2 separate regions of the Macaca mulatta genome follow, and region 2 is linked to region 1. Evidence: chromatin contacts called from public Micro-C data. All regions are on one chromosome and are shown on one strand. The core of a region is the stretch at or near the end of the contact, and the rest is flanking DNA. Distances in the headings are between cores, read along the strand shown.

Evidence for each region. A called contact is a pair of places that touch in the nucleus more often than the background predicts.
Region 2: a contact with region 1 is called in a Micro-C map of CD4 T cells, with 9 times the contacts expected there. The contact joins the promoter of SNX22 here to the promoter of SNX1 in region 1. A contact is called at or near these places in 6 of 14 Hi-C or Micro-C datasets (CD4 T cells, blood, cortical neurons and 3 more).

What each region holds. Positions count from the first base shown.
Region 1 is chr7:41,439,752-41,445,333 of T2T-MMU8v2.0, reverse strand. It overlaps SNX1 (sorting nexin 1), which reads right to left and starts at 3,028. Exons shown (of 15, transcript NM_001266850.1): 1 at 2,858-3,028. The coding sequence starts at 3,016. CIAO2A (cytosolic iron-sulfur assembly component 2A) reads left to right here and starts at 5,141. Exons shown (of 5, transcript XM_015142449.3): 1 at 5,141-5,448. The coding sequence starts at 5,325.
Region 2 is chr7:41,494,559-41,500,140 of T2T-MMU8v2.0, reverse strand. SNX22 (sorting nexin 22) reads right to left here and starts at 2,098. Exons shown (of 7, transcript NM_001257708.1): 1 at 1,991-2,098; 2 at 1,515-1,598; 3 at 1,061-1,165; 4 at 476-570; 5 at 126-158. The coding sequence starts at 2,065. It overlaps LOC144329920 (a long non-coding RNA gene), which reads right to left. Exons shown (of 3, transcript XR_013395660.1): 3 at 5,387-5,494.

The sequences.
Region 1 (5,582 bases), core at 1,779-4,278:
TTTGTTCTTTATGGTTGTTTAACAAGACAGTTAAACTAGTGAGTTATCTTGGGGTCTTGGCATCCTGAAGATTAACATCAGGATGGGCAGCTTGAAAAATGGCTTACAGGTGGCATTTTAGTTTCTTTAGCAACTCAATTTTCCTGGGTCATACCTAAATAAAAATAATTATGCTTTCTGCGATAGAACAAGGTCATTCTGACCTCCTCACCCCCCTTTTGGCTGGAAATTAGGCAAAGGATTTTTACAGTCTTACAAAAAAGAGGTATTGATAACTCCATAAAGTATGGTAAGATGAATCAAACTGAAGCCTCTTACATTTATTTTATAAATTTCTTTTTTTTTTTTTTTGAGACAGAGTCTTGCTCTGTCACCTGGGCTAGAGCACAGTGGCACAATCTCAGCTCACTGCAACCTCTGCCTCCCGGGTTCAAGTGATTCTTGTGCCTCAGCCTCCCTAGCTGGGATTACAGGCACGTGCCACCATGCTCGGATAATATCTGTATTTTTAGTAGAGACGAGGTTTTGCCATGTTGGCCAGGCTGGTCTCAAACTCCTAGCCTCAAGTGATCCTCCTGCTTCGGCCTCCCAAAGTGCTGGGATTACAGGTGTGAGCCACGGCACCTGGCCACTGCTTTAGGTAACTCTAGAAAGTAACTCCTCACCCTTCCAGGTTCCTTTTTGGAAAATAAATCAACATTTGCCTACGTGACCAATCACTTTCAGTGTCAGAGTTTCTGTTTTCATATTCTCAGTCTGTACATCATTCCAGCAGTTGCCAACAGTAGCTGTCTTCCATGACTTATAGGAGAATTACTAAAGGAACAGACTAAATATTTATTTTAAATAACAAACAGAAAGACTAAATTAGCAGCAAGAATTATTTCTCAGGAATTCACCTGCAATCCCAGCTACTTAGGAGGAAGGGAGGATCCATTGAGCCCAAAAGTTCAAGACAAGCCTGGGCAATACAGGGAGACTATGTCTCTAAAAACAAACAAAAAGTTTTTCCTGTTTTATGACAGTCACAAAGATTTATTATTTCTCAGAATAACAGACTTCATTTGACAGTTTTAGTTGTTATATTAGAATTATCAAGCACCTTATGAGCTGAGATTACAGACTCAATTTCTGAATACAGGACAGGGAAAATCTGACATAAATGAGGAAAGCCTCAAACTTTTTCAGACCACATGTTGCATAACGAATTTACAGCTGTTTTATTTCGTTGGTTACACATTGAGTACTATGAAGAGAAGCATCCAAATAGATAAATTCACAGACCCAGCAATGAATTTTACAGCCTGGAACAACCTATACCAAGTGGTATGAGTAAATATTCTCATCAAACAGTCCAAAACATCTCCACTGGTTCCAATAACTGATTACTGATTTCCACATCACAAAGATTAGTTTTTTCCAATACCTAACTCTTATTAGAGACCCGGATATTTATTATTGAGGCAGAAGAATAGGGTCAGCAGGCAGGGAACTTAAGGGCAATTCATGCTGAATCAAGGAAAAACACCAAGGTTTGGGGGCAGGGAATCTGAGGTCAATTTATGTTAACTTTCTAAAAGAGAAAACACCAAGGTCTGGGGGCAAGGAATCTAAGGCCAATTCGTGCTGACTTCCCAAAGCTGAATTCCCAAAAGGAACCCCCTGGGTCTAGGGGCAGGGAACCTAGGGCCAATTAAGGCCAACTTCCTAAAGCTAAACCAAAAGGAAAAACCCCATCTCCCCACGCTGGAGTGGCAAAGGATCAAAGGCTACTATCCCTGCAACCCTCCCCTTCCACATCTCAGATGGAAAGGGAGAGTGCCTTAGACTGGCCACAGGCCAAGCAGGGACCATCGTTCATCTGTACAGGACGCCAATTCACCTCGGCCTTTAGCCACAGACCAAATCCTTCATCCAGCTAAGGGGTAACCCATAGGAACCACAAAAGGAGCACTCAAAACCCAGAAAACTTTGTAAGTGGGCTCTTGAGCCCCCTGCTCCGGGCCACTCCCACCCTGTGGGGTGCTTTCTTGCTTTAATAAATTCCTGCTTTCGCTGCTTCGTTTGTGTTTCATTCCTCTGTTATTTTGTGCGTTTTGTCCAATTATTTGTTCAAAATGCCAAGAACCTCGACAACTTACACTCAAGGGCCTCCTACCGGCAACATTACGGGAAACACCATTTCCTCCTCACATTTCAGATTTGCTTCCAGTGAGGTAGGTACTTGGGCACTTGAACGCATCCCTTTAAAAAGGAGAAAGCTTTCTGATCTATGTAGTGATTTATCTGGCAGTGCCTTCTCTCCACCAGCCTCTAGCCTTATTTTCCTGAAGATCAGATGAATCAACATAACTTTTGTAAACTAAGATCCAGAAAGGGCCTTTGGTTATTATCAGTAAATGCTGCGCTAAAGAAAGAATTGGTGGGCGGGTCACCACCCCAGGCTACTCCACACAACGCTATTCATCTTAGAAGCAATAAGACCGGGGAAAGGTTTGCATCCCATTTGCTTATTCGGTCCTACTAAATCAGCCTTGGCAGGACACGACCTGCAAAATAACCCCGTGGATCCGTGGAGTCACCATACTGCAGGGTCAAAGGACGGCGTCGGCGGCTCTCCGCTGTTGGGGACCTAGCCGCGGAAGGCACCACAACCCTTATTCTTTACTCTTCCCGCCTGGGGGCCGGGAAGCCAAGCCTACCGCTCTGAGCACATCCAGGGTCCCCGGGCCCGGACTGCTGACACCGAGGCAAGGTCTCACCAGGCCCACTCTGCCCAACCTCCCCGATTCTCGCTTAGCCTCTCTTCCCTTTCGGGGTGCCCTCCCGCCTGCTACCCCGAGGGATGCGAACTCACGACCACCGCGGCGCCGGTGAAAATGTCCTCCCCCTCGGTGTCGCTGTCCCCAGCCTCGGGTTCTGACCCCCCGGCCGCCCCCTCGGACTCCGGCTCCAGGCCGGGGAAAGGCGGAGGGAGTCTCTCCGAAGCGCTACAGCCACCACCACCCGACGCCATCTTCCTCCACCCGCGGCGGAAGCCGCAACAACAACTTTATCGAGAGATAGCGCCGTGAGCAAAGCGATCCAACGGTGCGAGGAGTGGGAGGGCCGCAAGGGACCCGTGGGATCCAAGGGGCGGAGGCGCAGGGGCGGGGCCTAGGCGCCGGGGGCGGGGCGGCACCCGGCCAGCTGAGGCTGCCCGGCAAATCCGAGGCCTGGATCGCGATGCTGAGATATTAATGAGTGGGGCCCAAGGGGCAGAAAAGTAGGAGTTAGGGGCTGCTCTGGTTCCTAGGGCCCTTTGTGCTCTGGATAGCTTTATCCAACAGGCTTCTAAGAGTTCGTCTGAATGAAGGAGTGTAACTAAAATGTTTGAAAACCTCTACATGCCATCTACCCATGCCAAGCACAATGCCCTCACAGAAGTCAGCACGAATTGGCCTTAGATTCCTCGCCCCCAAAAATAAATATTTCGATTGAGGTATCTGAACAAGACTGGAAGAAAGCTTCACCACTTATTCCTTGAGCAACATTCAGTTAATTCATTAAGAAATACAGATATTGAGCATCTACTGTATGCCTGGCATCTTGCTATGAGTTTCAGATACAGAAATAAGGAAGGTATTTATTTAATCGACAGTTCAACATGTTCAATGCTATGGTGTGCTGTGGGAGCACAGGGAAAGAGATTATCAATTCTACTTGGAGAAGTCGGGAGGCCTCACAGAGGAAGTTAGACCTCAGTGTCCTAGATTTGGCTGGAAAAATGTTAGGATTATCCTCTCAATTGCTGTGGAGTAAGTGGAGTGGCATAGACAGCAGGGAAATTATTAAACCCTGATCAAAATTTCCCTGGGACCTAAGCAATTCATTGTCTGGTGATCCTAAAGCCTACATTAACGAGACAAACAGGACTGGAGTTTAAAGATAAATGGGCATGTTAGCATGGGACAATTCTGCAAGATAATCCTGTCTTCTCAATAGAGATGACATTTGTCACCATCTTTGACTAGAAGTTTAGTTAGTTTGGTTGTAACTGCAAATTCAGGGATGGACTCCCTCACAGGTCATGTGAGCTGTTTGAAGGCAGGGGCAGCGTTTTATCTTTGTATCTTCCATGCCTATGGATCACCTATAGCAAATTAGTACCTATAAATTTAATCGGAGGGATGGATGGATAAAATAAAATCGATTTTGTTACTGGTATCCATTACACTCACGAACACCAGAGGGCTTAAGATACACTTTTTTTTTTTTTTTCTTCGAGAGAAGTCTCGCTTTTCTCCCCCAGGCTTGAGTGCAATGGCTCGATCTCTGCTCACTGCAACCTCCGCCTCCCGAGTTCAAACGATTCTCCTGCCTCTGCCTTCCAAGTAGCTGGGATTAAGGTCCCTGCCACCACGCCTGGCTAATTTTTGTATTTCTTAGTAGAGACGGGGTTTGCCCATGTTGGCCAGGCTGGTCTCGAACTCCTGGCCTCAGGTGATCCGCCCGCCTCGGCCTCCCAAAGTGCTGGGATTACAGGCGTGAGCCACCGGGCCGGGCCAAGATACACTTTTAAGGATGACGATCTCCATTATGTCACCACTGTACACATTAGACACAGGAAAAGTTCTCCTGTTCTAAGTTGTCTTTGGAGGCCATTAGAAGAAATATTCGTTCAAAGGTGGGAAGCTGTGCTGGGCTGGACTGAGTTCCTTAGGAGACGAGAAAGCCAAAAAGCCTTCCCCACGCCATGCCTGACGACCTTACTGGCTTCCCCTGACGTCCCTTTTCACAGCAACTGAAACCCACTTCCTGTCCGATCAGGAAGTAAGAAAGATTTTGCCTGTTAGCGGCTCCCGCGGAGAAATAACTGTAAAGAGTCTCCGTGCTGGAAACCTCCTCCAACACTAGAACTCAAGATCTCCTTTCCCCTACCTCTTCGGGATTCATCTTTAACTTATCACGGATACTGAGTGAGATAGTCGCGGTTAACAGACCGTTACATCCACGTCTACCCGGCAGACACTACAAGACCCAGAATACAGTTCACTGCCTTCCGAAGAAAATAGCTCACGCATCCCAGCATGCAATGCGCTAACGAGGCCGCGAAGATTGTTTTTGTCCCGCCGAAACCGAGCAAAGCACGCTGGAACTTGTAGTCCTTGAGGCCCCTTCCTTAGGTCCTTCAAGCTACTCCGTCCGGCCCCGCCTATTCTCTGCTCTCCTGAACCTTTAGGCTCATCTCGGCCCATTTGAAGACCAGGAAGTTGATCAATCCCGAGGCTGCTGAGAGACGGTGGCGCGAGTGGGACAGTCGCCAGGGATGGCTGAGCGTGAGGATGCAGCGGGTGTCCGGGCTGCTCTCCTGGACGCTGAGCAGAGTCCTGTGGCTCTCGGGCCTCTCTGAGCCGGGAGCTGCCCGGCAGCCCCGGATCATGGAAGAGAAAGCGCTAGAGGTTTATGGTAATTAATTTTACCCGGCTCAGCATTTGGCGTTATAGGTGCAGGCCAGAGCTGAGGGGTGCGGGGATGATGGCCTCACCTGAGGGCTGGGAGGGGAGACCAGTTTTTTTTTTTTTTTTTCTGGCCAGCTCTTG
Region 2 (5,582 bases), core at 849-3,348, 56 kb before region 1:
GAGGCACCAAAGGGAAAACAGACTTCAGGGCCCAGGCCAGACAGGCCCAGGGAGCAGGCCCGCCTCCTAGCATATGGCCACTAGGGGGCGGCAGGGGCCAGGCGCGGGCTAGGGCTTTGACTTGCCTGCTCTCGCCAGGCAGGAACTCCCCCAGGGCGCTGAAGAGAAGAGAAACACTGTAAGCTGCCTGGGGATGCCAGGGGAGCGTGAGGAAGGGGTGGAGACACCAGAGCCCAGAACTGCGCCTCCCAGGGGACCACTGCTTCTATTTGTAACAAGCCCCAGTTCCGGAGGTGGCTGGGGTAACCAAGGCTGTCCAAAGAAAAGCCTCTCCACCCAGGTCAAGAAGGCTGGTGACGGTGGTCATGTCAAGCTGGATCCCGGCAGATGTGAGACGAAAGGGCTTGCCCTCCAACACCTTTCCTCACCTGTTCACTGCCGACAGCCCCTGGCCCCCGCCACCGGCCCCCCTTACCCCCAGTTGCTAGCCTTGGGATCTGTGGGGAAGTGCCGAAGTCTCAGGAATTCCAGTAACTCCTTGGGCACCTCCTGGTTCAGGTACAGGATGCCCTGGAGACGACAGAGGAGACTTGCAATCGGACCCAGCTACTAATTTGCATAGCACAGTGCCAATGAAAACGCAGGGCTCTTTGTTCCAAAAAAAGAATTTCAAGACAATTGAACCAGGCTCAGGGCCCTTCTGAGCGCTGGGCCCTGTGTGCACAGGTTGTACCCCATGATGTGGCATAACTTCGCTGTTGGGGGAAGGACCCTCACCCTACATCCCATCAGGAGGGCAGCACAGGACCTCACTCTGGAGGGGACAGGACCTGGCTTTCATGGAGCTGGGACTACCTGTGTCCATTACCTCATTCAGTCCTTTCAACAGTCCAGAGGTGGGTGTTTGGACTTATATTACTCTTCAGAAGATTGATGCTTGAGGTGGTGAATAACAACCCCAAGTCGTGGGTTCACTCCCTGCCATGCCCTCACACCTCTCTGTCTGGGCCACACCCCTGGCACAGCAGGCTGGGGGGCAACCAAGTGTGCCCTCGCATACCTGGATGTAGGCCTCCAAGCCCTGCCGGCGCTGTTCCAACCCTCTGGTCCTCCAGTTGGGCAGGCGTTTCGAGGGGAAGTCGGGCACTTTGTACAGCTTCTTGATCTACTGGAGGTTTACCGCGTGCAATCACAGCATCCCGACTGAGCCCTCAAGCCCTCTTCGCCCGAGCCGGAAACCCTCCCGCGCCCCCGCCTTCGGACTGTACCCTGGGACAGACCCTGGTGAGTGGTGGACAGGCGGAGGGCGAGGAAGGCTCCAACCCACCCACAGACGCCCGGGGGCTGACCGGCCTCGCAGGGACTGAGGCAGTAATAGGGGTGGCGGAGGCTGGGGCTGGAGCTCGCCCGCCGGCCTCACAGGGCCTGGGCAGGGGCTGGACGGAGGCTGGGCCGGGGCCGGGGCCGGGGCCGGGGCCGGGGCCGGGGCCGGTGGGAGGTCGGCGTCGCCTCACCCGCTTGTGCAGCGCGTGGAACTCGCTGTAGCGCCTCGGCACCGTGTGTCTGCGCCCGCTGCACAGCACCTCCACTTGGAACACCTGGCGGCGCGGGCGGGCAGCGGGGGTACGCGTGAGGCCCCGCGGGAGGACACAGCAGAACCTGCGCCCGGCGACGCGCCCACCCTCCCGCGCTCAAAGGCACAAAGCGGCCTTGCGGCACCGCGGCTCCTCGGGGACGCTTCGCTCCCGCACACCTGGAAGAACGGGCTGGCGGACCCTCCCCTCGGCGCCCTGGGGTCCCTCAAGAGCTCGAACCACGGCCCGCGAGGCTGGCAAATCCAAGCGGCCCCCAAACCCTCGACAAGGTTTCCCCCGACGGTCCAGCCCGCAGCGTTTGTTCACCTGGGCCCGGGCTCCGGGTCCCCACTGAGTGCAGCGCGGGCAAATCCTGCGGGTACCGGCGCCCCTCCCCATCCAGGGGCCGCGCTCACCATGTGGCCTTTCTCCGGGCTCTGCCTGGGCCCCTCGGCCTCAGGCCCCACCGACGGGATGTGAACTTCCAGCATCCGCGCCCCGGCCCCGGCCGCTCCGCGCGCTCGGCTCGGAGCCCTAACTCTCCGGGAGCTGACGGAGGACCCCGGCGCGGCCGGCCCCGCCCCCTCGGCCCGCAGGCCCCGCCCCCAGGCGACCCCGCCCCGGGCGTTCCCTTGCGCGGCGGGTCCTGAGCCTAGAAGATTAAGCGGGACCCGGACGCCGCCCCCGAGGTCTAGTGCGCCCGCAGCGCGGGGCAATGGAGTCACCCGTTTGTCAAACATTGACGGAGCCCTCACTGATGCCAGGAACTGGGGAGCAAAAATGTCACCCATCCTGAGTTAAGCGCCTGCTATGAACTAAGGACCGGCCTGTGGCTCCTGGCGTGGCCGGAGGCGGGACCCGGGCCTCAGCGCCGGTCCTGGGGCCAACCAGGGACCTGTATTGTGTTCCTCAGTCCCTTCCCAAGCCTTTCCTTCCTTTAAGCCTGCTCCCTGGGATTGTGATATGGAGTCCCCGGCTGAGGCCACACCTGAGCAAGGCTTGAACCCAATCCAGCTTTGATGCCCCCTTCTCCAGCATCCACAGCACACCCCCACGCCCCCCAACACACACATTCATTCATTGTTTTCATCCATCCATTCACTCCTATTTTCCAACCCTAAGGGTCTCCAGGCTGTTTGTGGGGAAGAGGCAGTTTAGGGACCTAAGCTCCGATTTGGGGGTCAGAAAGCCTGGATTTCAGGAGCTCTGTAGACCTTTGCTCATCTGCAAAATAGGGATAACGTGACTCCTTCAGGCGAGTGTATAAAGTGAGATGATTTGGCGGGGCACGGTGGCTCACGCCTGTAATGCCAGCACTTTGGGAGGCCAAGGCAGGCGGATCACCTGAGGTCAGGAGTTCGAGACCAGCCTGACCAACATGGTGAAACCGTGTCTCTACTAAAAATACAAAAATCAGCCGGGTGTGGTGGCACATGCCTGTAATCCCAGCTACTCAGGAGGCTGAGGCGGGAGAATCGCTTGAACCTGAGAGGCAGAGGCTGCAGTGAGACGAGATCAAGCCATTGCACTCCAGACTGGGCGACAGCAAGACTCTGTCTAAAAAAAAGTGAGATGATTTGTGTTAGGCCCTTAACAGAAGCATTGAGTAGCAGCTTGACTGTGGGCTTGTGCTGGATGACTAGGATTAGTGGGCACAGGGCAGTGGATGGGAAGAGGACTCTGGGGGTTGGCACCGGGTTGCTCTTGTCCACCCCTCTGGGCAGGTTCTTCCTGGATATGTGACAGGATTTTGATCCAGAACTCTTTTCAGGCCATGTGCTGGAAAGGGCCTCTGTTCCCACCTCTCAGCCCTGCGCCCTCCAGCTGTCCGGAGAGTTATCATCAGCAGCAGCATGGCAGGTCTTCTACTCCACTGACTTCCCCTACAAAGGCCCGGTGACATGCGAAGAGGGGAGGCCCTGCCTTCCAAAGCTCATACGTAGTGGGAGGTCTTGCGGTGGGCAGGAGGAAGCAGAGTGCCTGTCTTCGGGGCTGGGGTTGAGGGGACTCACCCCTCCCCTGCTCCTGCAGAGATGCCTCTGAGCTGGAGCAAAAACCTCCATCCCCAGCCCTGTCCCCAGAAAAGGGCTGAGATGACGACCCCAAAATGGGGCAAACAGATCTCACCAATACCATGTACCACACTCTCTTTTTCCAAATTGCATCACACAAGGACCACAGAATCAGGAAGCTGAAACTTCCCAGATTCTAGTGGGGTCCTCTAGAAGAAAAGCAGCCCAGAGTGAGGAGAAGTGCTATGCTTTCATTTCCTCCCTAGGGCCCCATCATTCAGGGACCCAGCTTTCCCTGGCCTACAGGGCCTCCCCAACTGCCGCTGTCCAGAGAGGCCTCTCCTGGGATCCTCAGATTTCTTGGTCCCCATCCTAATGACTGTCTGCCCCTCTGTCTCTGGGTCTCCATTTTTTCCTGCCTTCATCCCCAATAGAACGTCCATTCTCTACCCTACAGCACAAACTGTTATCAAGGCATGTGCTTAAAACCTTCCAATGTTTCCCACTGCACTTAGAATAAAACCCACTCTCCCTATGCAATCCACAAAGCTGTAAACCACCCAGCCCAGTCTCCATCTTCCACCTCATTCCTCTCCTCTCCCCATCATGCACCAGGCTCTTCCAACCTGACAAGCTCTTTCCTGCCTCAGGGCCTTTGCATTAGGCTGTTTGCTCCACCTGGGGACACTCTTCCTTGACTCTTCAAGGATTGGACTCATCCTCCAATTCTTAGCCTAAAACTCAACTCAAAAAGACTTTTTTTTTTTTTTTTCAGACAGGGCCTCACTCCAGTCGCCCAGGCTGGAGTGCAGTGATACAATCAAGGGGCTCACTGCAGCTTAGGTGATTTTCCCACCTCAGCCTCCTAACTGGGACTACAGGTGCGCACCACCACACCCAGCTAATTTTTGTAGAGATGGAGTTTGGCCATGTTGGCCAGGCTGGTCTCGAACTCCTGGGCTAAAGCTATCCACCCACCTTGACCTCCAGAAGTGTTGGGATAACAGGCGTGAGCCACCGCACCTGACCAAGGCTTCCTTCTTGACTCCTATCATATGACCCTTTCTATGCACTTATTACAGTCTGCAATTACTGTTTAGTTACTGTGTGTCTCAAAAACATTTGGGTTGAAAGACTATGTGAGTATTTGTGACTGAAAGACTGTATGAATGAATGGGCAGTAGGGGTATGTTGAGAAAAAACTAGGGAGGGGAAGGAGCAGGGGCTGCTGAAGGGTTAAAGGCTGCCTGCAAGATGGGACAACAAGAATCTTTTTCCCACCTCCAGAGTTAAACACACCTCTCCTCTCTTCTCCCTTGGCAGATCGTTGTCTACTTTATCCATTCACTTAATTTTCAGGTGTTCCAGGAAGCCTCAGATCAGTGGATTTTCATCACCAGTTGTGGAAAGAGATTCCATGCAGCTGACTTGTCAAACATGTGACAGTGAACCTGCAGCTCCTAATTGCACAGTGTTCCACGGCACAAGAGTGCAGGTACAAACGAAGAAAAACAAGATCCTTGACACGGAGGCATTTCAGATGTCTTTGGGGAGATAAAACAAGGTCTGGAGAATGTTTTCCAATTTTTAAAAATCAATGATGTATTCATTTATTGAGACAAGGTCTCACTCTTTTTTTGAGGCTGGAGTGCAGTGGCACAATCGTGGCTCACTACAGTCTTGACATGCCAGGCTCAAGCGCTCAGCCTCCCGAGTAGCTGGGACTACAGGTATGCACTATTAAGCCTGGCTAATTTTTGTTTTGTTTTGTTTTGTTTTGTAGAGACAGGGTCTCACAATGCTGTCCAAGCTAGTCTCCAAGTCCTGGGCTCAACTGATCCTCCTGCCTGGGCCTCCCAAAGTGCTGGGATTATAGGTGTGAGCCACCGTGCCCGGCCAAATATTTTCCTATAAAGAGGAACACATGACATGATGTAAATACCATAGCAGTTATTACAATCAAAGAAAGTTTGCTTTCTGTACACTTTCGGCGCTG